Linked DNA regions of Mus musculus: region 1 is linked to region 2. The links are chromatin contacts, called in public promoter capture Hi-C maps. All regions are on one chromosome and are shown on one strand. Each heading gives the region's core, a stretch centred on a gene start, on an enhancer-like site or on the middle of the called end of the contact. The rest is flanking DNA. Distances are from core to core; before and after follow the strand shown.

Region 1 (3,178 bases), core at 323-2,822, 2.1 Mb after region 2:
CTGGGTCGTTTTAGGAGTCTCTGGATTTTTTGATCAATAGCTTTAAGGCAAATGTCTTGTTCCTGATGCTTAGCTCTTTGTTTCATGATCTATGGCTTCTAGGGAGAAATATATATGTGTGTTTGTGTGTGTGTGTGTGTGTGTGTGTGTGTGTATTCTAATATTTATATTTTAAAAGATTATAAAATAGGTTTACTCAAACTTTTTCAAACATCCTATGTGTTAGTATTCCTCCTCCTGCACCCTCAATAAATCTTTTGAAGTTCTTTGCTTTAATTTAGAAAAAAAATCTATCGATTTTGATGTTACAGAAGTTAATTTGTACTTAACAAAATACATTTTTAAATGTGGAAAAACTATTCAATAAAGATCTCTGAATATCTGTTATGTGTGTGGGCCTTAGGTAGGTAGGGAGGGAGGGAGACAGTTATTCCAACCCGGAGAAACAACTGATGTTAATATTTTGAGAGTTTTTCCTGTTCTTAGAAAATATATTTTATAATTTCAGTTTGTTATATCACATAACCATATAAGGTAATCAACAAATACAATGTTCACTATATGTAAAACAAGAAGAGACACATTCAAATTTTCTGGTCATTTGCTCTTTATATTCTGGATGAAAGTCAGTTAAGAGTGTCTATGCTAACTAAAAGTGCTTTAACTGTATTGAGAGCCAGTAACTGTCCTTGTGGGGAGCTGTTTGTTTGAAATAATCTGAAGAAGAAGGAGGAGGAAGAGGAGGAGGGGGAGGAGGAGGAGGAGGAGGAGGAGGAGGAGGAGGAGGAGGAGGAGGAAGAAGAACCTTGTGCAAAGCTTCTGCCATCTACCTCATAATAATTAAGAAGCTTGGAATCTAAATATCCAAAAGAAACAGCTAATTGAGCATTATCATGTTTAAAGGGAAATCATAATTAATGAGAATTATATCCATTTATTTTTACTGACTTTGGTGGATGAAATACCATCTAATTTTTGCTTGCATTTGTTGGATCATTCTTGAGATTCATTGCTCAGCTGTTTCTGTCTCGTTTTTAAAATGTATTTATTTATTTCTCTTTCAACATGGTGCTCTATTAATGCTTCTAAGGTTTTTATTAATATGTCAATCTTATCTGACACTTTTATACACACTCGACTATCACTCTTGGCGTCTTGTCAAACAGACTTGTATCTCCATGTTTCCAGTGTGCAAGGCACAAGTGTAATCAACCATCATGGGGTGTGTTGTTGTTTTGGTTTGGTTTTTGGTTTTTGTTTCTGATTTGATTGCATCTGTATTGTTCATTGCGTTTCTGTCTGTCCATTTATTTTCCCAATAGATAAACAGGAGGATTGAGTGTCTAACTAAAGGTGTCCACTCCCAAAGATAAGGTTAGAGTTAAGGGAAACAAAAGAAATTTCATTTATAGCAGCTGAGCTAAGACTTGGGTCCAGACTCTCCTTTGTGTGCACCCATGGCGAATTGTTTCTATAGACAGCAGTTTCTTTTCAGAATAAAGAGCAGAGTAAGTCACTGTAAGCTTACTTTGTTTACTCTTATGAGAAATCAGGATTTGTAGAGAATAGGAAGCTGACTTTGTGGAAGGCTTATGTCTTTGCGGCACAGGCGGGACAGTGGCAGTGAACTAAGAACTGTGATTGGTTTAAACGACATGCGTAGCCTGACCAGATTGGCCCTGAACTCCCCCTATTACCTCACTGCGTTCTGCAGGCCTGTCCACCAATTATAGGACTCCTTACTGGAAAAACCAACCGCTGGAGAGTGCCAAGCGTCCATAGCAACGCCCCTTTGAAATCAGAAGGGGGAAAGACTGAAGTCAGTTCTCCCGCAGAGCGCGTCTATGCCGCAGGAGGAGAAGACTCTTAGGATGGATACCCCACCCCCCGACGAGATCTTAGGAAAACAAAACGAAAACCTGCAAAACCAGGATGAGGAATTGGGGTTTAAGGAAATGGACGGTCTGAGAGAAGCTTTGGCCAACCTTAGGGGACTGTCTGAGGAGGAGAAGGGCGAGAAGGCAATGCTTCGCTCCCGCATCCAAGAGCAATCCCAGCTCATCTGCATCCTGAAACGCAGATCCGACGAGGCCCTGGAACGCTGCCAGATCTTAGAACTGCTCAACTCGGAGCTGGAGGAGAAGAGGCTGCAGGAGATGGAGAAGTTGAAGGCCCAGAGTGAGCACATCCAAAAGCTGGAGAATCACTTCATGATCCTGGCATCCAACCACGAGCAGATGATTCGCTTCAAGGATGCGCACAAGAGTGAAAACGTCAAGCTGAAAGAGGAGAATGCGAGGCTGAGGCAGGAAAACAACAGCCTCTTCAGCCAGGCTCTGAAAGACCAGGAGGCTAAGGTACTGGAGCTCACTACACTCAACAAGGCCCTGGTGGAGGAACTGGAGGTCTTGAAACAGAGATGCGCTCACGAAGCTAGCCAGGCTCAGGCCCGAGAGGAGGAGCTGCTGGGCCTGCAGAACCAGCAAGCCTGTGACCATGCCAAGGAGACCGAGGAGCTGCGCAGCCAGCTGCAGAGCATCAAACAGCAACACCAGCAGGCCACGGAACAGATGGGAAAGGAGCAAGAGGCTAATCTCAACCTGAACCAGGAGCTGCAGGCCAGGCTGCAGACTGTCCTGCGAGAGAAAGAGGAGCTGCTGCAGCTGTCCATGGAGAGAGGCAAGGTGCTTCAGAACAAACAGGCTGAGATCCGCCAGCTTGAGGAGAAGTTGGAGACAGCAGCCATGGCTAAGAAGCATGCGCTGGAACGCTTTGAGCAAGAGGCAGTGGCCGTTGATAGCAACCTGAGAGTTCGCGAGCTTCAGCGCAGGGTAGATGGGATCCAGAAAGCTTATGATGAGCTGCGTCTGCAATCAGAAGCCTTCAAAAAGCACAGCCTGGATCTCTTAAGCAAAGAGAGAGAGCTTAATGCCAAACTCCGCCATCTCTTTCCATAAGAGAAATTGTGCTTCCTGTGGTCTCCAGTCAATATTTCAAGTCCATGTGCCTTAGATTTATGGCAAAAGCAAAGATAATTCATTTACTATACTTTTAAGTACAAAAACTACTTTACTATGACGTTGTTGTTGTTACTGTTGCAAAGTTAATGTTAATTTTCAGTTACACCCACTAGAACACATTTAAGATTAACCAGTGTTCCCCGCTGTACCTTCAAAGG
Region 2 (3,091 bases), core at 567-3,066:
TCAACATTCTCTGGTTTGGCAGAGGTATAAGGTAAAACTCAGAAACTTGCATAACTTAGTTTATAAACTGGCACTGGAATTACACTTCCTGAGCCACACTATACAGTACCATCTCGGAGGCCCAAGGACAAGTGTGTATTGCTTAGAAACTCATATTATCTTATATCACTCAACATATACTAAACTTTGGGGCGTGCAACTTGCACATGTTTCTTGCTGATTCTCCCTAACTGGCAATGACATTTGACAAGTGATTCAACTCTCTAAATCTCCATTTCCTAATATCAGGATGCATTCATTAATCCAAAGTGACCCACAATCTTTGCCATTGACTTTAGAAAGGCTGCTTTAATTTCTTTTTAACAAGTAAGTGTTCTACTTTGATTATGTCCATCAAAGGAATTCCCAGATCCCACGTTTAGCTCTAAGATATGGATCATTTAGTAAAATGTTTCAACAACGACAAACTGTAGAAATTTAGGAAAGTGATGCTATCTGTAATGGGGCCTTTAAAAGAAAATGCTAGCTTAATTATACAATGTCAATTCTTAATCCTATAAAGGCTTTTGAGATCTAGAAGGTGTCAGCTCCTCCCCATTTAGCTCTTGTAGCCTAGTTTCATATGAAAGAACACTCTAGCCCCTTAGTTATCAAGAAGGACCCCTATCAAAGTGTGCCTTCAGGCTTAGAAGCCTGAGTGTTTTTAAAGCAGAATTCAGAGACAGAAGTGGTTTGTTCTTCAACCACATTGCTTCCTCGGACTGCATGTACTCAGTGGAAAAAAAAAAAAAAAAGTCTGCACATAAATATCTGTGATCTGTGGGATGGGGTTTAAAAAGAAACAAAGTGCACAAGCCTACTAGGTCAAAGAGGCTCATCAAGTCTGCCTGGTTCATCTCTGTATTCTCAGATTAGCTCAGAATGATCATGATCCCAGCCAACAACAGCCAGGCAACTCAAAACAGCTCTCACAAGAGCAGGATGCTTCGCTAAAGATTACTACTTAACAATTGCAGGCAAGAAGACTGACAGAGGAGGCAAGGTTCAACTATGCTCCCTTCAGCTCGCCCTTGGGAAAGCCTGACACAGGAGCTCAGAAGACCACTTCATCCTGAGCAAGCTACTTCCTCTTTCTCTAATTCTTGCTTTCATTCTGAAAACAGAAGGGCTTGAGCAATGTGATCACAATGTGATCACCCCAGTCACCCGCAACCCCCACCCCATTCAACTTAATCCTAATAAAGTTCCAGGGAGGGAAAACAAAACAGATTCACCCAACCTGTAAAGGTTCACTACAATTGAAATCTTCGGGTAAACAGGCAGACCGGAAACCAAAGAAAACCCTGAAGATAAAAAGCTAGATTTGGTAAATGGAACAGAAATTCTCAAGACTATCTTAGGTTAGCTAGTAAAGTTTTTCCACGGAGTCAGAAATGCAGGAAAGTGCACCAAAAACAAGAGAAAGAGAATTAGCCTCAGTAGACTTTAAGACTCTTGTCAACCCTGTATTGCACAGGGTAGATTCTATTTTAATCACACTGGCATTACAAAACACCGCTACAGAGTTCTCAGCTTTGGCGTTCCTTGAAAGGCAGAGGTCCCCAAAGGCCACTTTCCTTCTTCCTCCTAGTGGTGCCTGTCCCCACCCTACACTGTCACTAACTAACTTCCTCAGGCCACCTCGTGCTGCCTCACCTAGTCACACCCTGTCCCTCCCTACATCTCAGTCACTCCACGCCCCCGTCCTCACAGCCTCGCCGCTCCTCCCCCACCTCATTCTGTTCTCACCACCCTGTAACCCCGCCCCGCGGACCCTGGGTTTCCGGGCTCTTGGGTATTTTAAGGCGGGAGCCACTAGGGTCGCCTGACTGCCATCGAGTGGTGTTCCAGTTGAACTTGCTTTCTCTGCCATCTGCTCCGCGGGCGCCGTCAGCATGGGTCCCTGGACCCACTCCTTGCGCGCCGTCCTGCTGCTGGTGCTTTTGGGAGTCTGCACCGTGCGCTCCGACACTCCTGCCAACTGCACCTACCCTGATCTGCTGGGCACCTGGGTGTTCCAGGTGGGCCCTAGAAGTTCCCGAAGCGACATTAACTGCTCGGTGATGGGTAAGCGGCTTCCCAGGGTCCCGAGTTGTCCTTTTCTGTCCCTGAGTCCTTGCCTTGGGGCCGGCGTTTCTGGGTGACTGGAGAGTTAAGAGCTGACGAACGGCCCCTTGGGGGATCAGAGCCAGGGCCGCTAAGTTGAATTTGAGCTGCTGAGAACTTCTAACTTTACACTTATTTTCCTGATTATCTCACAACTCATGTTCAAGGAAACGCGCCCCTGGTTTTTTACTTGTTTTATTTGCTTTGATTTCTTAGAAGCGAGTGGAGAACTGCTTTCTTGACCCTTCACTCAGGTCTGACAGGTTCTTGTTTTTAAAATTCAGAGTCTTGACTGCTGAGCTCAGACTCTAGGAGTTAGCCTTTTTTTTTTTTTCTTTTTTTTTTTTTTTCTTTTTTTTTTCTTTTTCTTTCTAATGGGGGCGCTCCTTCTTTCCCTGTGAGGTAGTGGGAAGAGACCACTTCAAACTGGGCCTGTTTTATCTGCTACTTTCCTTGACATTTCTGGACGCCTTGTTTAAGGAATTTCGAGAGATATACAAAAGCTTTTTCCTGTCTCTTTTGTCACATTTTACAGTAGTGTTTGGATATGACGGAAGCAAACGCAATGCCTAACACTTGGCTCTCAGTGAGTATGTAGTAAATGAAGACTGGGGCATTCCACGTGCCTCGGATATAGGAAAACAGTAGTACAGATAAGAAGAGTGACACTTATGGTCTCCCCAGTCAGAGTTGCACAGAGAAACTCAACTCTGAACTGTAGTTTTCTTGTGAGTAGAATAAATGCTGTCATATATCCCACCTCCCCTGCCTCCAACAAGGAGTCATTTACTAAATTCCAGGTGACTGGGTTTAGCTTAATCCTGGGTGGTGTCTACAATTGTTTCTTTTCTAAATTTGAGCATGGAGATGAGGCAGAAGGGAGAGAAAAGGTTTGCATCGCCTTATCATATGAAGTCTCTGATAAGTTATTCCTTCACGGTAAAAT

The links. Promoter capture Hi-C pulls out the DNA fragments that hold promoters and counts their contacts.
Region 1: a contact with region 2 is called in a promoter capture Hi-C map of liver, with 2.2 times the contacts expected there. The contact joins the promoter of Ccdc89 here to the promoter of Ctsc in region 2. A contact is called at or near these places in 3 of 39 promoter capture datasets (liver and pre-B cells).

Annotation. Positions count from the first base shown.
Region 1 is chr7:90,424,740-90,427,917 of GRCm38.p6, forward strand. It overlaps Ccdc89 (coiled-coil domain containing 89), which reads left to right and starts at 1,573. Exons shown (of 1, transcript NM_027298.1): 1 at 1,573-3,178. The coding sequence starts at 1,845. The coding sequence ends at 2,957.
Region 2 is chr7:88,276,269-88,279,359 of GRCm38.p6, forward strand. It overlaps Ctsc (cathepsin C), which reads left to right and starts at 1,817. Exons shown (of 7, transcript NM_009982.5): 1 at 1,817-2,106. The coding sequence starts at 1,935.